Regions from separate parts of the Ovis aries genome. Here region 2 is linked to region 1. Evidence: chromatin contacts called from public Hi-C data. All regions are on one chromosome and are shown on one strand. The core of a region is the stretch at or near the end of the contact, and the rest is flanking DNA. Distances in the headings are between cores, read along the strand shown.

Region 1 (5,918 bases), core at 2,396-4,895:
AAAAACCTTTCCTTATACTTCTTGGCCATTCAGTTATTTTTTTTCTAGACTGCATCTTCTGTACATTTCTAACTGTATACAAGCCTTTTGTCAGACGTATCTACTGTAAAAATCTTGTGCCAGTCTGTCACTTGCCTCTGCACTCTCTTCATGCTGAAATCTTCTTGTAACATAAAACCACAGTCAGGGACTGGATCCACAGCATAGCCAGCTGCTTTTACTTGACTGCATTTCCAAATCACTCTTCAGAAAGTCAATAATATTTATAATTCAGCACCACAGAAGGTGCCCTTGTGCCCCCTCCCGATCAATACCCCGTGCAAAAGTAAATTCTATCCCAACCTCTAGCGCCATAGATGTGTTTTGCCGGTGCTTTTCCTTCATGTAAATGGAATCACATGGTTTGTACTTTTGGTGTCTGGCTTCTTTCACTGTACGTTATGTCTGTGAGATTTATCCACTTTGTGGATCACAAGAGTTTCATCTTTTTCATTGCTATATAATATTCCATTGCATGAACAGACTGCCATTTGGGCTGTGTCCACATTAGTGCTATAATGAATAATGTTATATATATCTACATAACTTTATCTAATATTTCTAAACATGGAAAATATGTAAAGCTAGATTCTTGTACATCAATTGCTGAGCAAATGCAGTCTTGGGCCTCTACCTAGGAATTGCTGGGCCTTAGGGTATGAACTGATGCTTTGTTTCAGTAGCTATTGCCAGTTTTCTAAAGTGGTTGTACCACTTTTTACCAGTTCCCACCTACAGCGTAAGAATTTTAGTCACTCCACATCCTCTCCAGTGCTTGATATTGTCAATGTTTTGTTTTTAAATTTGGGCCCTTCTGTAATGTGTGTGTCTCACTGAAGTTTTAATTTGCTTCTTCCTGATGACTAAATAACCTTGAGCACCTTATCATATGCTTGTTGGCCATTTGGATATCCTCTTTAATGAAGTGCCTATTGAGTCTTTTGTTCATTCATAAACTTTGGTTTGTATTTTTCTTATTGATTCAAAAGAATTCTTTACATATTCTCAGATATGAATCCTTTTGCAGATATACACATTGTGAATATTTTTCTCACAGTCTGTGGTCTGCCTTTTCCTTCTCTTAATGATGTCTTTTGATGAATGGAGTTCTTGAGTGGCGTTCATGATATCAATCTCTTTCCTTAACTTCAGGAAGACCCTCTGCTTCGGGACTCTGTGCTCTTGGTTCCTAGGCTGCAGGCTGCCCTGTCCTGACCTGTAGAACCATCCCTTCTGCTCTCCTGACTTGCTACAGAGTCCCTAGGTGGAGGCTATAGCATTTCTGACTCGTGCCTGGACTTGTCTCCTATGTGGCCACAAATCTTAGAGGCTGGAACTGTCATCCTCCTGGGAGACTCCCTGCCTGCCATCAGCATCCAACAATCCTTCCCTGAGTCCCTCTGCCTTTCACATTCTAGCCTGAGCCTCACCCTAGGCTCATTCCCCAAGCAGAGGTGACTCGCCTTCCTTATCAAATCCTTCCTGGCTCTTGTTATGCCTTCCCTCCCCACCCCACTTTGACAGGTGATCTCTGACACTCCCCTCTGTGACTGTTTGGGAAGGGAACACATCTCCCCTGTGGTGGATTCATGTCAATGTATGGCAAAAACCAATACAGTATTGTAAAGTAAAATAAAGTAAAAATAAAAATTAAAAAAAAAAAAAAGATCTCCATCCTACTGGATTAGAATATAAAGTTACTTTTCACCTCAGGACCAAGTCTAATATCACAGGCTCAGTGTTTAAACTCCAAAGCTGGGCCCAGCATAATCCAATCAAAATAGATTCAAATGGCTATAACTACTGTATATGTCCAAAGTACTGTACTATCAGAACCATTCCTCTTCCTCCTTCACAGGGCCCTTCACTTGGAAGGGGAGTGATAGGAAATGCAATCAAATAAAAGCAGAAGTTAATAAACTTGGATGTGAAAAAAATTACATCTTCATTTCTACAAACTAGCATTTTTCATTATGTACATAGGCAATAAACTACAGCATTGGCTGTCCCTGTGACTTGGTCAGCAATAAAAATCACAGATCCTTCATATCACATTATAATTGTTGATAAGTTTGAACTATTATTCACACTTATTCCCTATTTCAATATTATATAATTTATTAGACCCATCATGAGATTTTTCATTTATTGGGTTAAATAAGAAAGCAAAATATAATAACTACTTCATAAATTTGTTTCTTTAAAATATTCTGATAACTTGATTTCAATATCATTTGGGCATTTAAGAACATCTTTTCTGAGGAGCCTATAGGTTTTTACAAAACTGCCCAAAAGGTCCCAGGGACAAAAGAGATTTAAATACCCCAGTTGATAAGAGACGCTCTTAAATCCATAGCAACTTAAAGTCACACAATGACCTCTGCCGATGAATCGGCAGCTGTGCTTCTGGGTCAAGCACTGCAAGTCCGCTGCATTTCTGTCAGCATGTTCCTTTGGCATGGAGTAGGGATGGGAGGATCTCAAGGGGCCCAGGCATGTGGCTCCAGTTTTCTTCAGATTCTGGCATTCCAGCGATTCTGAAAGAACAGGGCATCTCTTCTGCAGGTCAGAGGAAATGGGTAGCTCTCCAGCTAAATAGATTTCATGCTTGACTTCAGGGGAATAGCCCAAATGATGATCTGTTTGGGAGAGTAAATTAAAGAGGTAAGCGGGCATGCTCGTTTTATTTGATTTAACTTTGGCTGGTATAGTTGCTCCCCTAAGCATTTCAAAGAAAGAATATAGGTTGTCAGACCTCATTTCCCAGCATCACTACCTCCCTCATCCCCTAGTTCAAATTCTGGCCAGATCCTGCATCTCAGAAGGCACTGACCTTGAATTAGCTTGAAGAGAAGACCTTAACAGGATCTCCTTTCTCTCCAGGCCAATGAAGACATAACTCTTCTCTCACAGCTCCAAATACTGAATCTTGATTTCACTCACTTCACCCATTTCTATTTCTCCTAATCTCTGTCCTTACTTGCATTTCTTGGACCAAAATGCTCATGATGAAGAGTTGTCTGGCTTTCATTAGAAGTAATGCTTCTGAGTTCTCATTTTGATGTTGAATAAAACATAAAACAGAAGATAACATCAGGTATGAGTCCTGATAATATCAGGTATGAGACCAATTCCTTGGCTCATGCCATCCATGAAGAGCTAGAGAGGTCCTAGGTCTTCAAGACTGGGGACGTATACATCATGTTAGCCTATTTCTCTTTGATTCTCCCACCCCTGTCCTTCCCTTCCACCTACCCAATGCATCCTAATCTTCCATTTCATCATACAAGCCACTGGACACTTTGTGGGACACTTTGTCTTCTTTTGTAAAGAATGGGGTTGACATGGCTACAGTCACCTCCTCCTCCCCATCAAAGTCACTTATTTTAAATGTTTGAATATGTTATTTTCAAAATACAAGAGACTGTAGCAGTTTGTGTGCATGGCATTCTTCCAAGGTGCTTCAAGTTCTCTATAAAAAGCTTAGCTGTCATTTGTTGTTATCAGGCCCACTAGCCAAATTGTTGACGTGCCCAAGTTTTATTAGCTCTGTTTTGCAATAGCCCTCTTACCATGGAGACAAATGGGGAACTCTGCCTTCATGCTGGCTTTGTTTTTATAGTTCTTAGATGTGTAACATGACTGAATGGTTTTGAGCTGTCTCCAGCTTGTAGTGATGGGTGTCGGTTTCTTGAACACTACTCAGAAATCCGTGACTCTGAGTGGTGGGTTCTGAAGGCAAGCTGCTGTGGAATGAGCTTCGGACTCTGTGAGTCACCACAGGAACTCAGCAATTCCAGTTCTGACTTTACCACTAATCAATGTGTGACCTTGGGTAGGTCCTTTAATGTTTTTGCTCCCCAATTTACTCATCCGTAAAAGGAGAAAAGAGGCCTGGATGAGCTCTAAGTTCCTTCCAGCTCTTTCATTTTATTATTCTAATAAATGCATCACAAAAAAGGTCACGAAAATATCCCAATTATAGCGATCAAGAAAAATAACTGTGATTCTGTTTTATATAGTGTTAAAGATTCCTTTTTGACTTTTGAGGCTCTTGATGACTCAATATTTGTACCCCTGAAACTCTACTAGATCCCTGTAAACTATTTTTAAAGATTGATTTGGGGCCAGTATTGAAATTGTGGGTCTTATTATCTGAGTGTCAGATTCTGAGTTATAAGGTCTATTCAAAATGGTATGTTTTTCTTGCAGCAATTGTTATGTGGTCAAATTTTATGATGTTTTAACATTCAGTGCCATTCATTGTCTAAACTCTTCTATAACCCAGTAAGCGTGTGAGGTTAATAAGTAGAATGGAATTCATTCTGGGTTGATTTCATCTCCTGATTCTAGTGGAAGGCCTCTCATATCTGTCCTTCTTTCTCAACATGGCTAAGCCAAAGACACTTGGAAAAGCTCAGACTCTGCTCATGACTTTAAATCTCTGTAACTTTCAGGAAGGAAGAAATGTTACTTTCTCTTCATCTCCAAGTAGATACGTGAAGACACTTCACATGAAGAGAAATCTATTCATTGGCAATATATTTTTTGACCAATTAAAATATTCACCATATTGCTTTCTTACTTTTCAAACACAGAATTTGCCTACCTGTGTAATGCTCACAAGTAACCATGTTTTAAGGTTATGTTACATTTACTTGTTTTATAATGTTTCAAGAATGAATAAAGGGGAAAGAGGGCTTCAGAGGGCACAAGGGTATTTCACACTTCAAGTGCACCTCAGGCAAAAGGCAGGCCTGTCTAGGCTAGTGCTAAATGCTACCTTTAGCCCCAGTAAGATGATAGAATGCCACAAATGGAGTCTCAGAAGGCTATGTCCTTTTAGTCAAGTCATTCCCTATTGAACAAGGCTCTCTCTTTCCTACCTCCCTGTTTCTGGCTTCTCCACCACCACTCCCTTCTAAGTACACAGGAACACTTGTACTTGGACTCCTGTAGCGAAGTCGCTCAGTCGTGTCTGACTCTTTGTGACCCCAGGGACTGTAGCCCACCAGGCTTCTCCATCCATGGAATTTTCTAGGCAAGAGTACTGGAGTGGGTTGCCATTTTAGAGTTTCATTTACAGATCGCTTTGCTGCACTCCAAACGGCCCAGCATTTTGTCGATGAAAGAGCGTAAATCATGCCTTAACGTGAGATACAGTAGGATGTGATGTTTAGAGAAAGGAAAATATGCTTCCTTATAGAAGCACCAGGCACTAAACCATCTGGCTTGGAGAGAAAAATTTCAGTCACTCATCCTGATGTTTTGTCTACATAGTACCAAACATCTGGAACCTGGGTGACAGACTAAATTTTTCATTTCACATCCAGATGTTTTTGCATTATGCCAAAACAACCTTAAAAACTCAGCTATGTCTTTAAGATTTTAAATAGTACAAGCATAAAAGTTGTACTAATTTCATTTAGGTTTTGAGATAGAAAAGATGAATGAAAAAAGCCAACTTTTGGCTGTTTTATGCAATATGCTAGTTTAAGAAAAAAGCCACATATTTTGCAACTATACGATTAAAAGACTTATGAAGAAATATTCCCAGAAATACTGTCACTAAAAATACAATGATCTGCAATGTTGTTCCAAAGTTGAAATGCTCCGGTTTTGCAAATTTGGATAAGACTTCTGCAGTTAAAAGATAAGAAATCATTCTCCAAACTAGTTGCTTAGCAGCTTAAGAAGTGAGTTTCCTTCCGAGCAACTCTCTGTGAAAACATTTATTCCTTGCACTCAAAGGTGAAAGTAGGACCGATAGGTTCCTGCCTTTTCCAAGGTTCCAACAGGATTTGCAAGGAAACTTGAATCATTTAAAGATGCTTTTTTGAGAAATGCTTTTCATGATTCAAAATGAAAAATCAGATTGT
Region 2 (5,675 bases), core at 816-3,315, 140 kb after region 1:
CATAGCTGGGACCTGCCTACCAGTTGTTAACCCTGTGGCTGAGAAAGGGGGCTTGCAAGGCATAGGTTGCCCTTTCTCGGGACCAGTAAGGTGGGCTCTGAACCTCACTGCAGCCGGGGATATGTATTTCCCCATGTTTTCCAGAGTCCTCTAAGCCCGACTCTGAGGTGAACTCAGTGTGGCAGCGCACAAGACTCTGGATAAAGTGGCCTGGACACAGCAGGGCTCCTCCCAGCAGACAGATGCAGGCTCTGAACATGCCACCTGAACTTTTGCAGGGAGCTATGGTCTCAATACACCTGGACAAGCCCCCAGAGGCAAAAGTCTTAGGGAGACTTGGGTTCCACTCATTCATGCCTGCAAGTCCCCCAGAGGACTGCTAGAACGCTTAGAGCAGGGAACTTTGGGAAATGTTGCTAAGGGTTAGACGAATAAATAGGTGCCTTGCTCAAAACCACCACGGAAAGTCAAAACCTGAACCAGGGGTTCTGGACTCCCCCTCCCCCCCCCCATTCCAGTGTTCCTAGCACCAACTTCCGAGTAAATTTAAAGGGGTAGGAACCAACCGAGAAGCGTGACCTAGACAGACTGCACAGTTCTAAACTGAATGCCAAGCCCAGGCTGTTTTGGCTTGGGTCCTGGCACTGGGAGCCAGCGAGACTCCAGCCTCCAGGCGAAGCGGAGGTGGAAAGGACTACTCAGTGAAGGATCTAACCCCGGGGCTTTTCAAAACCGTAGAAACAGCCACAACACCCACCTCTTCCATCCAGCTCTCCCAGAGCTCTCCCAGCTCTGCCCTTCTCGAAGAGAACCAGCAGCACGTGTTTACATATGCGCCCTGACAAAGAAGTAAAAAAGGCAAGATTCCCTTTTTAAGCCCCTCATTCCGCTCATTTAAGCTCAGCGACCGGGTTCTCATGTTGGAGTTGGCCAGAGCCGAGTCGGAGTAGAGAGGCCAGAAGGGGGGTTGGATCTTGCCTCCACTCGGTCCTCCCCGACCACCCACAGGGGAAGCGCCACGAATTCAAGATTCCCTGCCCTCGCCTTCCCGTGGGCAGACCACCGGCTCTGCCCACCGGAGTTAACTTCCGTAGAGGCCGCACGGAAGTGCCGGGCGCATTTCGGGAGGTGGGACCCGTGGGGTTAAATCTGTGTCCCCGCCCAGGGAGAAGCAGAGAGCGCTCAGCCGGGCGGTACCGGCCGCGGGGCAGCCGGCCCGGTTACGAGACGAAGGAAAGGCGGGATCCTCCAAGAAGTAGATTGTCAGGCGTCTGCCTGTGGCCACTGCCAAATTTTCCCTTCTCTCTCTTACTCCCTCCCCCTTTCCCTAGCAGACCGGTCGGGTCCCGAGCTCCTAGGATGGGGGTGGAGCACTGTCAGCAGGAAAAGTCAAATATTTGAGGGGTGCCCGAGAGCATCCAAACTCTTCCACCCCACTGGTCGGCTCCTGGGCACAATCCACCCGGCAAACAGCTGCTCCAGAAACGGCGTGATGACCCAGGAGGCATCCGGAGAGGCCTTGCAAAAAGCTGCCCTAAGTTTCTTCCCCATCCTGGCTCCCTCCGCCCCTCTCCCTCTCCTTCTTCCCGGCACCCCCTTAAACAGTCCTCCGCCTTCTCTTCTCCCCTCTTCCCTCCCCACCATGATCCTCCCCTTTTCTTCTCCGCGCGTCTCCTCTCCGCCCCCCCCCCCCCCCCACCCCGATCCAGCACCTTCCTTGCTCTTTGGGCGTCCGCCCCGTCAATCACCGCCGCCGCCAGCCCCAGCCCGGCCCTCACCTCCTCCCCGGCTTTTGGAGAGCCTCCGGCTCCTGTCTCGGGCCGCCCTCCGCTCTGCGCGGAGCCCGGCGATCTGTCAGCGGAGCCGGCCGGGGGGAGCCGCCTGGCCCGCCGGGGCTCGGGTTACCAGTGACTGACAGCGTCTCCATGGCGAATAATTTGACTCCGACTATTGTCTGGCGCGGGCAGGCCCCGGGTCAGATAACCAGACCAATCAGGGCTCGGGCCGCAGCGCCTCATGCCCGCTTAGAATAATATTATTAAAAAAGCAGCGAGCAAGCTAGACGGGAGGGAGAGAGCGAGAAGCGAACGAGAGAGAGGCGGGCGGGAGGGCGGGAGGGCGCGGAGCATGCGGAGCGGCGCCGCGGGCGGCCCCCGGGCTTGGACGAGGGCGCTGGCTAGACACGCGGCCGGCGGGGGCGTGGGGCGGCGCGGGATCCACGGCCCGCGCGGGGACGTACTACAGTGACTCCGAGTTCGCCGGGAGCCAGCGCCAGGCCAGGGGCCCCCAGTCCGCCTCTTGGCTCAGGAAGGTCCGGCGGGGAGGCGCCCATGCCGGACCGCGCGGCGCGCTGAGGGCGCGCGGGCGGGCGCGGGAGCAGCCGGCACCATGTCCATGCTACCCACCTTCGGCTTCACGCAGGAGCAAGTGGCGTGCGTGTGCGAGGTGCTGCAGCAGGGCGGCAACATCGAGCGGCTGGGCCGCTTCCTGTGGTCGCTGCCCGCTTGCGAGCACCTCCACAAGAATGAAAGCGTGCTCAAGGCCAAGGCGGTGGTGGCCTTCCACCGCGGCAACTTCCGCGAGCTCTACAAGATCCTGGAGAGCCACCAGTTCTCGCCGCACAACCACGCCAAGCTGCAGCAACTGTGGCTCAAGGCACACTACATCGAGGCGGAGAAGCTCCGCGGCCGGCCCCTGGGCGCGGTGGGCAAGTACCGCGTGCGCCGCAAGTTTCCACTGCCGCGCTCCATCTGGGACGGCGAGGAGACCAGCTACTGCTTCAAGGAGAAGAGTCGCAGCGTGCTGCGCGAGTGGTACGCTCACAACCCTTACCCCTCACCCCGCGAGAAGCGCGAGCTGGCAGAGGCCACGGGGCTCACCACCACGCAGGTCAGCAACTGGTTCAAGAACCGGAGGCAGCGCGACCGGGCAGCCGAGGCCAAGGAAAGGTACGAGTAAGTAGAGCTTCCACACCAGCTTCCCCAGGGCTCGAGGGAGAGGGGGTCCCGGGACCTCGACTCAGCCCCTGGAGAGGTCTGAACTGGGCCCCTGGTCCCAGCCAGGGCCCTGTTGCGGCCTGATCTAACACAGGCAGCTCTTTCGGGAGAACAGATCAGAAATTTGTCTAAAGCGGGCAAAGCAATCGGGCAATCGTCAACTAACTCCTTGGTCGCTTGTGCGCAAACGTGGAGAAGCAGCGAGCCTCGGGGTCAAGGCAAGACAGTAGGCCTGGATTCCAGGCAAGGGGGGCGAATACCGCAGGCAGAGCCTGATAGTTCGAAGGTCGGAGAGCTGAGAGGTTTGGCGAGGACTATCGGGGTTGCGGGTTTTAAGACTGCATGCGAGAATTCACCAGCTCTTCCTGGAACTTTCCGTCTGCCTCACTGAGCAGCACCAGGCCGTGTGATTAGAGGTCAGGACTGGGATTGGAACTTTCCTGATACAGCCTGGATGTAGAGGGGCCTAGAAGAATGTTCCTTGTCTGGATAACGGGGTTGATAGGGAAAGCCTTTTGTCCCGCATTGAAAGGACCAAGAGGCAAAAGGCTTGGGGAGGAAGTGTCAGCTCCTGGAGAGAAGAAAAACACATGTCCCCTTTTCTGCCTTGTTGGACCGAGCAGCCTTTCCCTGGATTGCCAAGCCTTCAGCTCCTCTCTCCTTAGGCTCTACCCTCTCTGGCGGGTAAGTCGGTAGGTCTAGGGTGAGCTGAGAGCAACAGAAGGGCTGGGAGTCACTCGTCCTCAGGGAAACCCAGACTTCCTAAACTAGCCTTGCAGTTGACAGTGAGGCCCCTGTGGCTTTGGCCTCTCAGAACCCCAGTTCTGGAGGAGAAGATGGGAGAGAAACTGTGGGAACAGACTCCAACCTGAGTGTAACAGCAAAACACGACACCTGGGGTCTGTAGTACTGGGTGTGTGCAGCCCAGAGCGAAGGGCGGGGGTCAGACTGGGGGTGCTGAACAGTATAATCTGAGGCGGGGAGGAGGCTTCCAGCTGACCCTGGTATCTAAGACCATGAAGTTGGGGTATCCACAGTTGTAAAGATTCAGCTGCCAGCCCTGTGGAAAGTCCTCTTCCAGGAAAACAGAAAGAAAAGGCCCTGGAAAGCCAGTACAGAGAGAATCTACCTAAGAATTCAGATTTCCAAATCTGGGTGAGGGGCTGTTGGTGAAAGACCCTGCCGGAGAGGGGTTCTCCCTGTGGAGGTCCCCCCCCATTCAGACTGGCGTGTATCCAGAATCCTGAAGAACTAAGTGCACAGACCAGCCCCCAGGTGAAGGCGGAAGAGTCTCAGGTTCTGGTATGGTGGGAGAATCTAGGCCAGGATTAACAACCATCTTCCCTCTCCCTTCTCTCAGAAGCCACCCTCCACACCCCCAGCCTCAGGCCCCAGCTGAAGCTTCCACTGTGCCACCTGGGAAAGGGCACCTTTGCACCCTTCGGGCCTCCTTCCGTAGGCCCCACAGGGAAAACTCTAACGCAGCCCCGACAATTTGGAACTAGAGGGAATAGACCCTTCGCTCTGGAAACCTGTCCCTCCGACAGACTTCCCTCAAGCAGAGGAAAGCAAAGGGAGATGAGGACCTGTGAGATTTCTCAAGCTCGAGGCCTCAAGTGGACCCTCAGCTTAAAATCTAGGGTTCCTGACTCTCCTGGTACCAGTTCTCCAGGACAGATCCTGGCTTTGCGTTCAGCCAGGAGTGATCTGAAAATCCAGGCACCTTCTCTCCTTCCCTGTCCCTCTGCTCTGGAAAAGAAAGGTTAACCACTCAGTGGGGGCAAGCAGGGAGGGCAGACACACGGAGAGCAGAAAGGTATTCCTGAGATTAAGAGCTGGAGAGGTGGGGAGACAGAAATGATACAGGGAGAAAGTATAGAGAAAGAAATCGGGTCTGGAGAGACTAAGAGAACCGCAGCCCAGACCTGGAGGAGAAAATGGTAGAAGCCGAAAACACCCGCAGGCTGCGCGCGGCGGCTCTGGCTCCCGGCGACACTGCGCCGAGCGGCCTCGGTTTCCCCGCTGACCTCGCTGCTTTGCTCCTGCTCTTGCAGGGAGAACAGCGAGAACTCCAACTCTAACAGCCACAACCCGCTGGCGGCGTCGCTGAACGGCAACGGCAAGTCGGTGCTAGGCAGCTCGGAGGACGAGAAGACGCCGTCGGGGACGCCAGACCACTCGTCGTCCAGCCCCGCGCTGCTGCTCAGCCCGCCGCCGCCCCCGGGGCTGCCGTCCCTGCATAGCCTGGGCCACCCTCCGGGCCCCAGCGCCGTGCCCGTGCCCGTGCCGGGCGGAGGCGGCGCGGACCCTCTGCAGCACCACCACGGCCTGCAGGACTCCATCCTCAACCCCATGTCGGCCAACCTCGTGGACCTGGGGTCCTAGAGCCCCTCCTGCCTCGACGCGCTTGCCTTCTGGCCTGGGCGCTGGGGACCCAAGAGGGACCGTGTCCGAAGGGCGGCCCGCGCCGGCGGCCCCACCAGGTACTGAAAGGCCTGCGCGCTGAAAGGGCAAGAACTGCCGGCCCGGGTAGGACGGATGGCTCTCTGGTTTAGTCTTTGTTCGGGATTTTTTTTTTTTTTTCCAACAAGTTGCTTTGAAGGTCCTTTGGAGGCTGGGACCGGGTCTTGAACCAGGGAAGGGAATAAATTATACACCATTCTCCTACTCTTTCTAACT

Evidence for each region. A called contact is a pair of places that touch in the nucleus more often than the background predicts.
Region 2: a contact with region 1 is called in a Hi-C map of tail adipose tissue, with 3 times the contacts expected there. The contact joins the promoter of SIX2 here to the enhancer-like site in region 1. A contact is called at or near these places in 2 of 16 Hi-C or Micro-C datasets (liver and tail adipose tissue).

Annotation. Positions count from the first base shown.
Region 1 is chr3:79,176,721-79,182,638 of ARS-UI_Ramb_v3.0, forward strand. The region is part of intron 3 of LOC132659590 (a long non-coding RNA gene); the gene reads left to right. LOC121819057 (a long non-coding RNA gene) reads right to left here. Exons shown (of 2, transcript XR_006059208.2): 1 at 2,873-5,918; 2 at 2,172-2,678. Among named protein-coding and RNA genes, the nearest start is that of SIX2, 140 kb to the right of the region's middle. Within about 2 kb of position 3,646, at least 2 of the 54 cell types and tissues checked have an H3K27ac peak or open chromatin away from gene starts, as enhancers often do. A contact at or near this core is called in tail adipose tissue, where this site is marked.
Region 2 is chr3:79,320,587-79,326,261 of ARS-UI_Ramb_v3.0, forward strand. SIX2 (SIX homeobox 2) reads left to right here and starts at 2,066. Exons shown (of 2, transcript XM_012172368.5): 1 at 2,066-2,954; 2 at 5,051-5,675. The coding sequence starts at 2,389. The coding sequence ends at 5,381. It overlaps LOC132659591 (a long non-coding RNA gene), which reads right to left and starts at 1,853. Exons shown (of 3, transcript XR_009600166.1): 1 at 1,779-1,853.